Linked DNA regions of Sus scrofa: region 2 is linked to region 1. A link is a contact called in public Hi-C data. All regions are on one chromosome and are shown on one strand. Each heading gives the region's core, a stretch centred on a gene start, on an enhancer-like site or on the middle of the called end of the contact. The rest is flanking DNA. Distances are from core to core; before and after follow the strand shown.

The links. Hi-C and Micro-C count contacts between places; a contact is called where the count stands out from the background.
Region 2: a Hi-C map of fetal skeletal muscle shows a contact between it and region 1, with 2.5 times the contacts expected there. The contact joins two enhancer-like sites. A contact is called at or near these places in 3 of 5 promoter capture datasets (fetal liver, fetal skeletal muscle and liver), 22 of 47 Hi-C or Micro-C datasets (adipose tissue, alveolar macrophages, blood and 14 more) and 2 of 2 datasets of contacts at active chromatin or transcription factors (alveolar macrophages and skeletal muscle).

What each region holds. Positions count from the first base shown.
Region 1 is chr11:7,386,171-7,390,689 of Sscrofa11.1, reverse strand. It overlaps a transcript of ALOX5AP not described here. Among named protein-coding and RNA genes, the nearest start is that of TRNAN-GUU, 17 kb to the right of the region's middle. Within about 2 kb of position 3,194, at least 17 of the 83 cell types and tissues checked have an H3K27ac peak or open chromatin away from gene starts, as enhancers often do. A contact at or near this core is called in fetal skeletal muscle, omental adipose tissue and skeletal muscle, where this site is marked.
Region 2 is chr11:7,463,599-7,468,657 of Sscrofa11.1, reverse strand. No RefSeq gene overlaps it. Among named protein-coding and RNA genes, the nearest start is that of ALOX5AP, 54 kb to the right of the region's middle. Within about 2 kb of position 2,642, at least 32 of the 83 cell types and tissues checked have an H3K27ac peak or open chromatin away from gene starts, as enhancers often do. A contact at or near this core is called in fetal skeletal muscle, omental adipose tissue and skeletal muscle, where this site is marked.

The DNA of each region.
Region 1 (4,519 bases), core at 1,945-4,444:
AACACCTGGAGAGTCCCACTGTTTTGCACGCGTGTCTAGCCATTAGGTAGAATATTTTCCTTCCGTGCCATCCTGGAACCTCGGACATGTGATTTGCTAAAGCAAATCTCATAAATGCTCATTTATTTTTAACACATGCATTTTAATGTATGTGAAATGCAGTGTACGCATAAAAAGGATTTATGAGATAGCTGCACAGTTTTAAGTTTAATAAAATGAACACCATGCACCCACTACCCCACTCCAGAAATATATGTCAGATTATTAGTAATCATGAGAGTTAATATTTCTGAGCACTTACTATGTAAGCACCCTACATATATTAGCAGCTGAATCCTCATCAGTGAGGTGGAGTGGAGTAGGGGCAGGAGGCTGTGTACAGAGGAAACACTCATTTCAGGCTCTGCGGCCGACCGAGAGGGATTTGAGGAGGGTAGACAACTCGGTGACACTTTCTCCCTTTGCTTTCATGGTCCCTCCATTGACGTGCCCAACTGCTTAGTGATTATGTCCTGTTTCCCATAAAAAGGTAAGATTAATGTTTACTAGTTTGAAAACCCCATGAAAATTATTGCCAAAGCTCTCTGATTACTTCACCTTCTGCCACAGCAGTTCCAACACCTTCCTCTTTGCAAACGATGACAGCATCATGCTTTCCTTCCCCAAGACAAGAGAACAAGAGGATTTCCACAGTCACAGGGTGAATGGCAGAGAAACTGACTTTTGGCAACGTGGCCCGCTCCCCTCTGCATATTGGCTCACAGAACACAACACACTGCAGGTCAATAAACCCCTTCCCATACAGCGCAGCTATGCCGGATTTAAGCAAGGCGTTCCAGACACTTCTCCACATTTCTTCCTTAACATGTTCCCTTCCAATAACTAAGTATAAAGACTTATTTCAGGAAACCTGGTTCTCTCCATTCCCCTCCTTGCAGTAATCACCTTCATGGGAAAGGTCCAACACTTCAGTTCCTGGAATAGTCAACAGCATCCTCAGAATTAATGCCCAGGCCACCCTGCAGCCTGGCAAAGGTTATGAGAGCAGAGATTCCTAACATGCAGGGTCAGAAAGCTTGCCGATGAGCCCGTAAGGTCTCCATGACAATGATTTGGAGGGAGATGTGCAATGTCTTGGGAACCTTGGGACCAGCAGGAAGCCTTCGCACAGGAAAATGATGTCCAATCAGGAGGTGGGGCCCAGCCGGTGTCAGGGCTCAGCTGCATCCTCCTGTGACGGGCTCTCTGGACAAACAGAAGCCACTGACTGTCCATAGAGAGGAGAAGCCCAGCAGAAGAGGGAAGCTCTTCTCTGAAATGGGGCTGGAGAATAAGAATGGCGGGCCTGGCAGGCGGGGGCGGGGGTGAGGGGAGTAGACTGGGCGGGTACCGTGGGGGGAGGAGACTGGGGATAGAATTGGGGGAGGAGAATGGGGGTGGAGCCTGGGGAATAGAGTGGAGTGGAGACTGGGGGATGGGGTCGGGGGCAGACTGGAGGGTGGGGTGGGGGAGGAGATGGGGGTGGGGTGAGGGAGGAGACAGGGGATGGGGTGGGGGTTGGAGACTGGGGGCTGGGGGTAAGAGGATGAGAATGTGGACCTGAGGCTTCTCACCAGCATCCAGGGGGTCGCAGAGAACTGTGTGTCTCAGCCCCCAGGGCCATCTTGAGGAGAACTCAACACACTGCACATCAGATGGGGGAGGAGAGAGCAGCTACCTGGGGTGCTAAGGGTGGCCACCACTTTTTGTGTTTCCCTGAGAAGGAGAGTTCATGGACTCTTTACTTTCAAGAAAACTTCCCTAGGACCTATCTTGACAAACGAAGCTCACTGACTTTATAAGATGTCAAAGGAAATGTTCAGGTTTCTAGATGGGGTTCAAGCCAAGGGAAGAGCAAGTGGTGGCAGCTGGCACCCCAGGCACCTCTGGCCCAGAGGCTACAGCAACATTTTCCCAGGAAGCCAGCCCAGAGCCCTATCACAGAGTCAAGAGCCAAGTGCCAGTTCATTCCTACCCCAAACTCCTGAGAAACCAGATTCGGACTATGGTTGCCAAACCCAGCACATTTAAAGGCTGTGAAGGCAGAAACACAGGGCAGGGAAAGATGTAATGATAAGAAACCTCATTACCCACATACATGGCTGGGTAACTAGACCCATACACCCATGTACATCATGGTTATTTTGCATCAAATTGCAAACTTCATCCCTAAGAGCCAAGAATGATGTTAGAGCCAGAAGGATCATGGGAGTTTTTAAATTCTACAATTAACTTTTTCAAGAAATAAAAATGATTTCATGGAGTTCCCGTCATGGCACAGCAGAAACAAATCTGGGAGTTCCCGTCGTGGCGCAGTGGTTAACGAATCCGACTAGGAACCATGAGGTTGCGGGTTCGGTCCCTGCCCTTGCTCAGTGGGTTAACGATCCGGCGTTGCCGTGAGCTGTGGTGTAGGTTGCAGACGCGGCTCGGATCCCGCGTTGCTGTGGCTCTGGCGTAGGCCGGTGGCTACAGCTCCGATTCAACCCCTAGCCTGGGAACCTCCATATGCCGTGGGAGCGGCCCAAGAAATAGCAACAACAACAACAACAACAACAAAGACAAAAAGACAAAAAAAAAAAAAAAAAAAAAGAAACGAATCTGACTAGGAATCATAAGGTTGCGGGTCTGATCCCTGGCCTCGCTCAGTGGGTTAAGGATCCTGCGTTGCTGTGAGCTGCACTGTAGGTCGCAGACACAGCTCAGATCCTGTGTTGCTGTGGTGTGGCATAGGCTGACAGCTATAGCTTCCGATTGGACCTGGGAACCTCCACATGCCGCAAGTGCGGCCCTTAAAAGTAAAACAAAACAAAACAAAACAAAAAAAAACATTAAAATGGTTTAAATTGGTATATTTATTTTCATCTTAGCAGGACGGCAATGCAAAGGCCATGAACTCTTTTTGCCAAATGTACGAAATCAGAGTGTTGGTGGAAATTAAGCAAAAGATCTTTTTCAATGAGCCAGTGTTAGAACAAAAGGTAAAAGACAGGAAGGTCTGAGGCTGAGGTTTTGTGGGTCCACAGCAGGCAGGCACTTGGGGCAGGGTTGAGTCTGGAGCCCCGGCTGCCCTGTGGGCAGTCTCCACTTCCTTCCCCTTCCTCTGCTCACACTGGCACTGCCCGCCCTCTCTTCCACTTCCACTTTCTCTCCTCCCACTCACTCTCCACTCTACCAGTTATATTTGTCTTTCCTGTCACACCCTTTCTTAGAATAACCTTCCATTGCCGGCAATCAAATTCCTCTTCTTTCCACCCTTCAGAACTCTGAGAGAGCTGATCCCCAACCTTCCTGCACTGCCAGCTGGTTTCAAATTTCAAAGCATTGAATATTTGTGCAATGTACAGATATGAACAGGACTGGGACCTCCTGACCTCGGAAAATAACCAATCCAGTGAGTAAGCAGACAGAGGTCCCCATAACTGAAATCCAGGCTGAGCCGGCTAAGGTTCCAGGTGCACCTATAACGGTACTATGAAGTCATTACAAAGATGGAGCTAAAAAAACCGGTGAGCATGCGCAGTGGGGAGCCGCAAACCCCAACCCGGAGGGTGTTCTTGTGCAGAAAGGCAGGAGCGTCTTTCCTTATCTATGAGGTCTCCTGTGAGGATGCTACATAGAAAGTCTGGAGAACAGACTTGCGGGTCTTTAAAGAGTTTCAGTACCTACTGGCATAACCGCAGGGCCCCCAGCTCCGCACACAACAGCTGTTGCCCATGCACCGGTTCACAACCGGCTTTACATCCTCCGGGATTTTTGTCTGGAGGCGCGGCATCCACCGCAGATGCCCCACCTGCAGCTCTGAGGCAGATAACCAGAAGGAGGGCAGGGATCTCAAAGACCTTCCCTTCTCTGACCTGGAATCAAGACTCAAACTGCACGCAGGACCCTCCTGTGCTTACGGCCACCCAGGTGCGTCTGCGTGGGGTTTCCAAGCAGCAGGTGGGGCAGGACTGGCTCACCTCAGAAGGGGAGGTGAGAGAAAGCAGATGATTCTTTCCAGGATCCACCCTTGCACAAACCACTTCTGCCTTCCCGGCCTCAGTTTCCTGATGTGTAAGATGAGTAATCTGGTCCTTGCCAGCTCCCACCCGAGGCCGAGGCTGGTTTCCATTTCCTTCTGCTCTCTTTCAGTGCCTCCTTCTCTTGCAGAAGGTGGGTTTTTTCCCAGTTTCTGGAGCCACTTCTCCCCATCTGCTCATCCACCTCTCCTTCCCTTCCTGGGGGCCTGCTCATGTTCATTTGTTCTGTTCCCCCTCTTTTCCTCATTCTGTCTCAAAACCTGGGCTTTTCTCCTCCTGCCCTGGCTTTACAGCCAGACAGGTTACTGTTACTGCTGTTACTTTGGGGCCAGCTCTTCTGAGGTTTCCCTCCTTCCTCCCTCGGGCTCCAGTGGGGACACACACACACACAGATGAGACAGAAGTGAGCTTTTCAAACTGTCTGCTCAGCACTTGCAGGAGAGCCCTCAGAGGCGGCA
Region 2 (5,059 bases), core at 1,393-3,892, 79 kb before region 1:
CTCCTCCTAGGGAAAGCTCCGGGCTTCTATCAAAGAGAACGGCTTATTTATCCTCTAACATGAAGAAGCTTCCAGGCAGCATCAATTAAACACGTTTAATGTGACCAGAGGGGGAAAACATCTAAGGGATTGAATATATAGCGTAGTTACCATTAAAAATATCAAACCGCCCATTCCGGTCTCCGCGGCTTGTAGATTGACCTAGGGTGGATCTCAAGTGTGTCTGACTACCTCGGAATCCCACCCAATCCCCAGACAAGCTGAAGGCTGGGGTTTTGACCAATACTCCCCTCACATCAGGTGACCTTTGATTCCTATTTTTCTCATTCATCCCATAGTGGATACGCATGTGGTCAGGACTTTCCTTACAAAGTGCGGGTTGAAAAACACAGTTACTGGTGATATCTTCTGTACTGTCTATTTCATCTGTAGGGCAGATTCTGGAAGATGCCATTGTCTGGACCAAAGTACATGGATCCAAATTGAATAAGCCTGTGCCCAGGTCTAGGTGACTTGAAGCCCTAAGCAAGTCCCATAGCTCTAAATTCTGAACTACTGGAGGCAGGTCGGTTACAGGATGCTATTAAGGTTGGGGCTTAGTACATTACACAGATGGGCGAAATGCTGCAGTTCCTTGGTTCTAGCAATAGTGATCACCCAAGAAATGGATCACTTTTGTGTTAAACACACTTCAGTCTCCCTTTCTTCATTAACTCCTGGTGCCAGATTTGTGGTCCGTTGGAGGGCCGTCTAAGATAAGCCTCACAGCGTACTTTTTATTTTTTTCCTCACTTCACTCTTGGCTCCGCTCTATGTCACCACCCTTATCTTTTCTTTTTCTCTTGCTCCTATTTTCAGTTATATATTAAACGTATTTTGTGTCTCCATTGTAAACTCCCTTAAATTCTTTGTGAAACAGAGTAAAATGCAAATAAAATAAAATAGACATCTGATGCATTCTTTCTGTGGCATAGCGTTAAGTCAAAGGGTCCTGAGTATTTGTAGTCTGTAATCCCTTGCGAGAACAGAGGATTTTAAGATTCTCTGCCAGCCTGCCTGAGTGGTGACATTTTCCAATACTACCTGCTCACCAGCACCTTGAATTTTGCTTAAGCTTGGTTTGATTTGGGCACCTCCAAGTTGCATTTTCTGGACTTTTCTCTTTTTTATGCAATCCACAAAGCCTAATTTTTCTGATTTTTCGAACATCAAGAAAGTGTACTCAACTTCTCAGAGGACTTAGGCGGCATTCTTTTTTTTTTTTTTTTTTAATTTTAAATTGGCTTACCATCCTATTAAAAATGGTTTCCTGGCTTTTTGGCAAAGACCTATTAAATTCCTAATGGTGTTAAAATAACAGGAAGGGTCATCCCGAGCTCCGAGGCCCGGAAGACCCCCAGCAATTCCAGTTCACTAGTTTGGCTGGAGCCTTAGAAACACATTAGGAAACAAAGAGAAAGCCATGACAGTTTGACTCAAAGAAGTCGTGCTCCCCAAAGTAATACACTTTTTCAGCTGTTGTTGCTATGACAAATATTGAGGCACTCTTTGAAGGCCTCAAATCCTGAATCTCCAAGACTCGCCCCCCCAAATCCGAAGCACTTGAGACTGTTGTTAAATGAATAAATGAGTTCACACAACCAAACCAAAACACTGGGGGAGAACGAGTGAATCCCTGGGTAGGCTTGGCAGCTTCATCCTCTGGTCCCCACATGGGACTGGCCAACTTTCAAAGATGCAAGGATTTGCTGAAATGATGTTTCTGTGGTTTTCTCAAGGAGGGAATAAAGAGGCAGGAAAAGGCTAGTTTCTGGGAAAGGCCGCTTTGAAGGAGAAAGACTTGGAGGCCCAGGAAACTTCTCTGGGAAAGCGCCTGGAATGTCGTTATTTTATCAAACGAGCCCCCTCCCCACCCTCTCCCCCACCTCCCCTCCCCCTGGTGTTACTAACTTGTACGGATGCCAGCAATTCAGCCCGCCGTCCTGATCCCCATGCTTACTGCTGCATGTTTGTCCTGTGAGGTTTTTTTTACTTCCAAGGATTTTATGTCACTGGCCAGGCCTAAAAGTTCAAAAGAACAAAGACGGTAATTAGTCTGTGGGTTTGGCTGTGTAAACAACTGATTTCTCTAATTCAGGTCAAAAGCTAGACTCGCCAAGGACACACACTTTTACTATGCATTGACATTAGAAAGTTTTGCCTGACGGTTTTGTTTTGGTTTGGTTTTCGGTTTTTTGCAGCTCATCAGACCGGTCTTGTTCTCCGTGGCTCCTGTTTCTTTTGCTTTCTCCGGGCTTCCTTTTTCAGGATTTTTGAGCACCGAAGCGCTGTGGGGCCGGGCTTTACAAGAAGCAGACAGTGTTTGGTGTGGGGGCCTCTCGACAGGCTGGAAACATTTACTTTCCCATCCAGTCTCCCTTCGCTGCCAAGGAATCTGCGCGCCTGGGGGAAATGCTTTCCCTCCTGTGTTTACAAAGCACTAAATTTTCAAAGTCATTAATTCCCTTCCTAAAGAAAGGGCCTAATGGAGTTTTCTAGAGTCACTGCTGAGACAGTGGTTACAACCCTGGAAGATGAGGAGAGCCACAAGGGCCTAAAGGGAAGCAGGAGGAAGAACGCGTTCTCCAGCTTTAAAGGGAAATATTTTGAATACCTCCGTCACTACCTCACGCACTTACTTTATTTTCCTTTCCAGAACATTCAGAAGTGTTGTGCAGTGCAGACCCATCTCTCCTCCCTGCGTGCGTGCGTGCGTGCGTGCGCTCTTCATTCTGAGGGTGCCGGCTAACCTCTTCCCAGCCCCCCCCTGGGGGCAGCTCCAGAGCTGGGGTGCCCAGAGCGCCAGCCAGAAAGGGCCCTGTTTTCCCAGTGCTCGTGTTACTCCTTGGAATCCTGGGTTCCAGGCAGATCCTTAGCCCCTTCAGGGCCAGCAGGCTGCAGGGAGCCGCCCTGCTCTGAGCACGTGCCTGTCCATTCCCGTCCATTCCCGGGTTAGCCCAGGCCGCCCTGTCTGGGCTCTGGGGCAGGAGAGGGACACTCTTCCTAGTAGGGGCACTGACTGCTCCCTGGGCGGAGTGGCATGAACAGTCCTCTCCCTGGGCCTGAACACACCCCCTATAGCTCCACCGTGAGGCTAGGAAGACTCTTCTTGACTCCAGTGTGGAATCTTTTTTTTCTAGAAAGTTCCCTGAGGCTACAGATGTCTTTAAGTATTGATGGGGCCAAAGGAGGCACAGTGGAAGGTGTGTTGGCAGGAAAAGCAGCAGTTCTCAAATGATGGCCCACGGACCTCCCATATCAAAATCACCAGGAAAATGCAGACTCTTCCCCCACCCTCCCCCACCAGCCCCACCACCTAAAAATCAGGATCTGCCCAGGAGTTGGAGGGACGACAGGTCTTTGATACAAGGAAGAGACTTAAAGGGTTTTGGCACCAGCCTCTGGGCCCCCCAGACAGGCTTTGCTCCTGGGCTCCTGCAATGGTCTGAGCAGACTTTCCTTCCAGGTGTAGAAATACTGGGCTCGCTGGGAGGGACACTGCCTGGAGGATGCGGGGGACCCCCAAGGCGTGCCCTCCCAGTGAAGGGCAGCAGCCCATGCCTGACTCCCCTCTGGACTCTGAAATCTTCCGGTGTGCGCTGCTGTTGTTTTTACCTCTGTGCCCCTGGATAGGACTCAAGAGAGGCTTTGAATCCCTCCAGAAAATCCTCAATAGCCTGGATTTTGGCTACCCTGGTGATGGCCTTGGTCCCCCTGGCTGCTTGTTTGGCGCTGGATCTGGCCCTCTCTTCTTTGTATCCCTAGAGAAGCTGCCATGAACTATCTCTGGAGGAAACTTACAGAGACCCCAGGATCTGGGCTGCCTTCAGCAGCAAGAAACCCCTCCCTCTGACTGTCACATGAAGCCATCAAGAGACCCCTTGAGACTCATCTCAAGGAAACTTTCAAAAGGATGCTGGAACATTCGTGTGCCATGCCTGTGGGGGCAAGAAGCCAGGAGCCAAGCCCTGGTTCTGCCTCTCACAGCTCTAGCGCCTTAGGCATGTTACTCCCCTCTCTGAGCCAGGGATTTTCTTATCGGAAAAAGAGAAATAATAATAACAGCAATAAAGATAATACTCCTGCAGCATTGAGCTGAAGCTCATGCCAGGTGCTTGGCTGGTGTTGAAATACGTCTGTGCCTCCCCATCTTTCTCACCAGGCATCCACGCCAGGAACATAGGTACCTGGACACTTAGGGAACTGGTACCAGGGACCCATTCTAATTGCCTAAGTTTGACACCCGATCTGTCCCACCTGATATTTATTCCTGAGTTGGAGGGGAGATAATTATTGTTAATTTTTAAAGCAATGGTTGCCCAGTCTGTCGATGATACCTCCCATTAAGGTATATGGTCCGCCAGGCTAGGAGCAGGTGATGCCAAAGCCATCTTGCTTCTTGGATTTCCTGCTAAGCCCCACCACGCTGGGGTGACTCTGTGCACAGTAAATATTTCTGCACGTTTTGTATAGCCCTGGACACCGTGGAGCCACACGCTGGTCCCTGCCTACCTGTCCCAGCTTTGAGAGCTGTCAGTACCAGAGTCTGTTGGCCACCAGCGGCTGCGAGGTGGCAGAATTCTGTGGCCTGTTAATTGTCTTGGAAGCAAATCCTTGAATTGGGAGAGAGAGAAAGGAACTGTAATTAAAGCTTCCCTTGGGCAAAATTTTCCACTGATGGGAATTGGCAGGTTTCTCATGTGCCCATTAAACTCCAGGAGCTAAGCTAGGAACTTTGTACACACAGGTCTTCCTAGACTTACGATGGGGTTATAGTAAACTGAAAATATCTTCAGTCAAAATGCACTTAATACACCCCATCTACCAAACATCACAGCTCAGCCCAGCCCATTCCACATGCTCAGCCCACTTAAATCAGTCTATGGTTGAGCAAAATCATCTAACACCAAACCTATTTCATAATAAAGTGTTGACTAGCTCATATAATCGATCAAATATTGTACTGAAAGTAAAAAACAGAGTGTCTGGCTGGGTCCGGAATGGTTGTAAGTGTATCAGT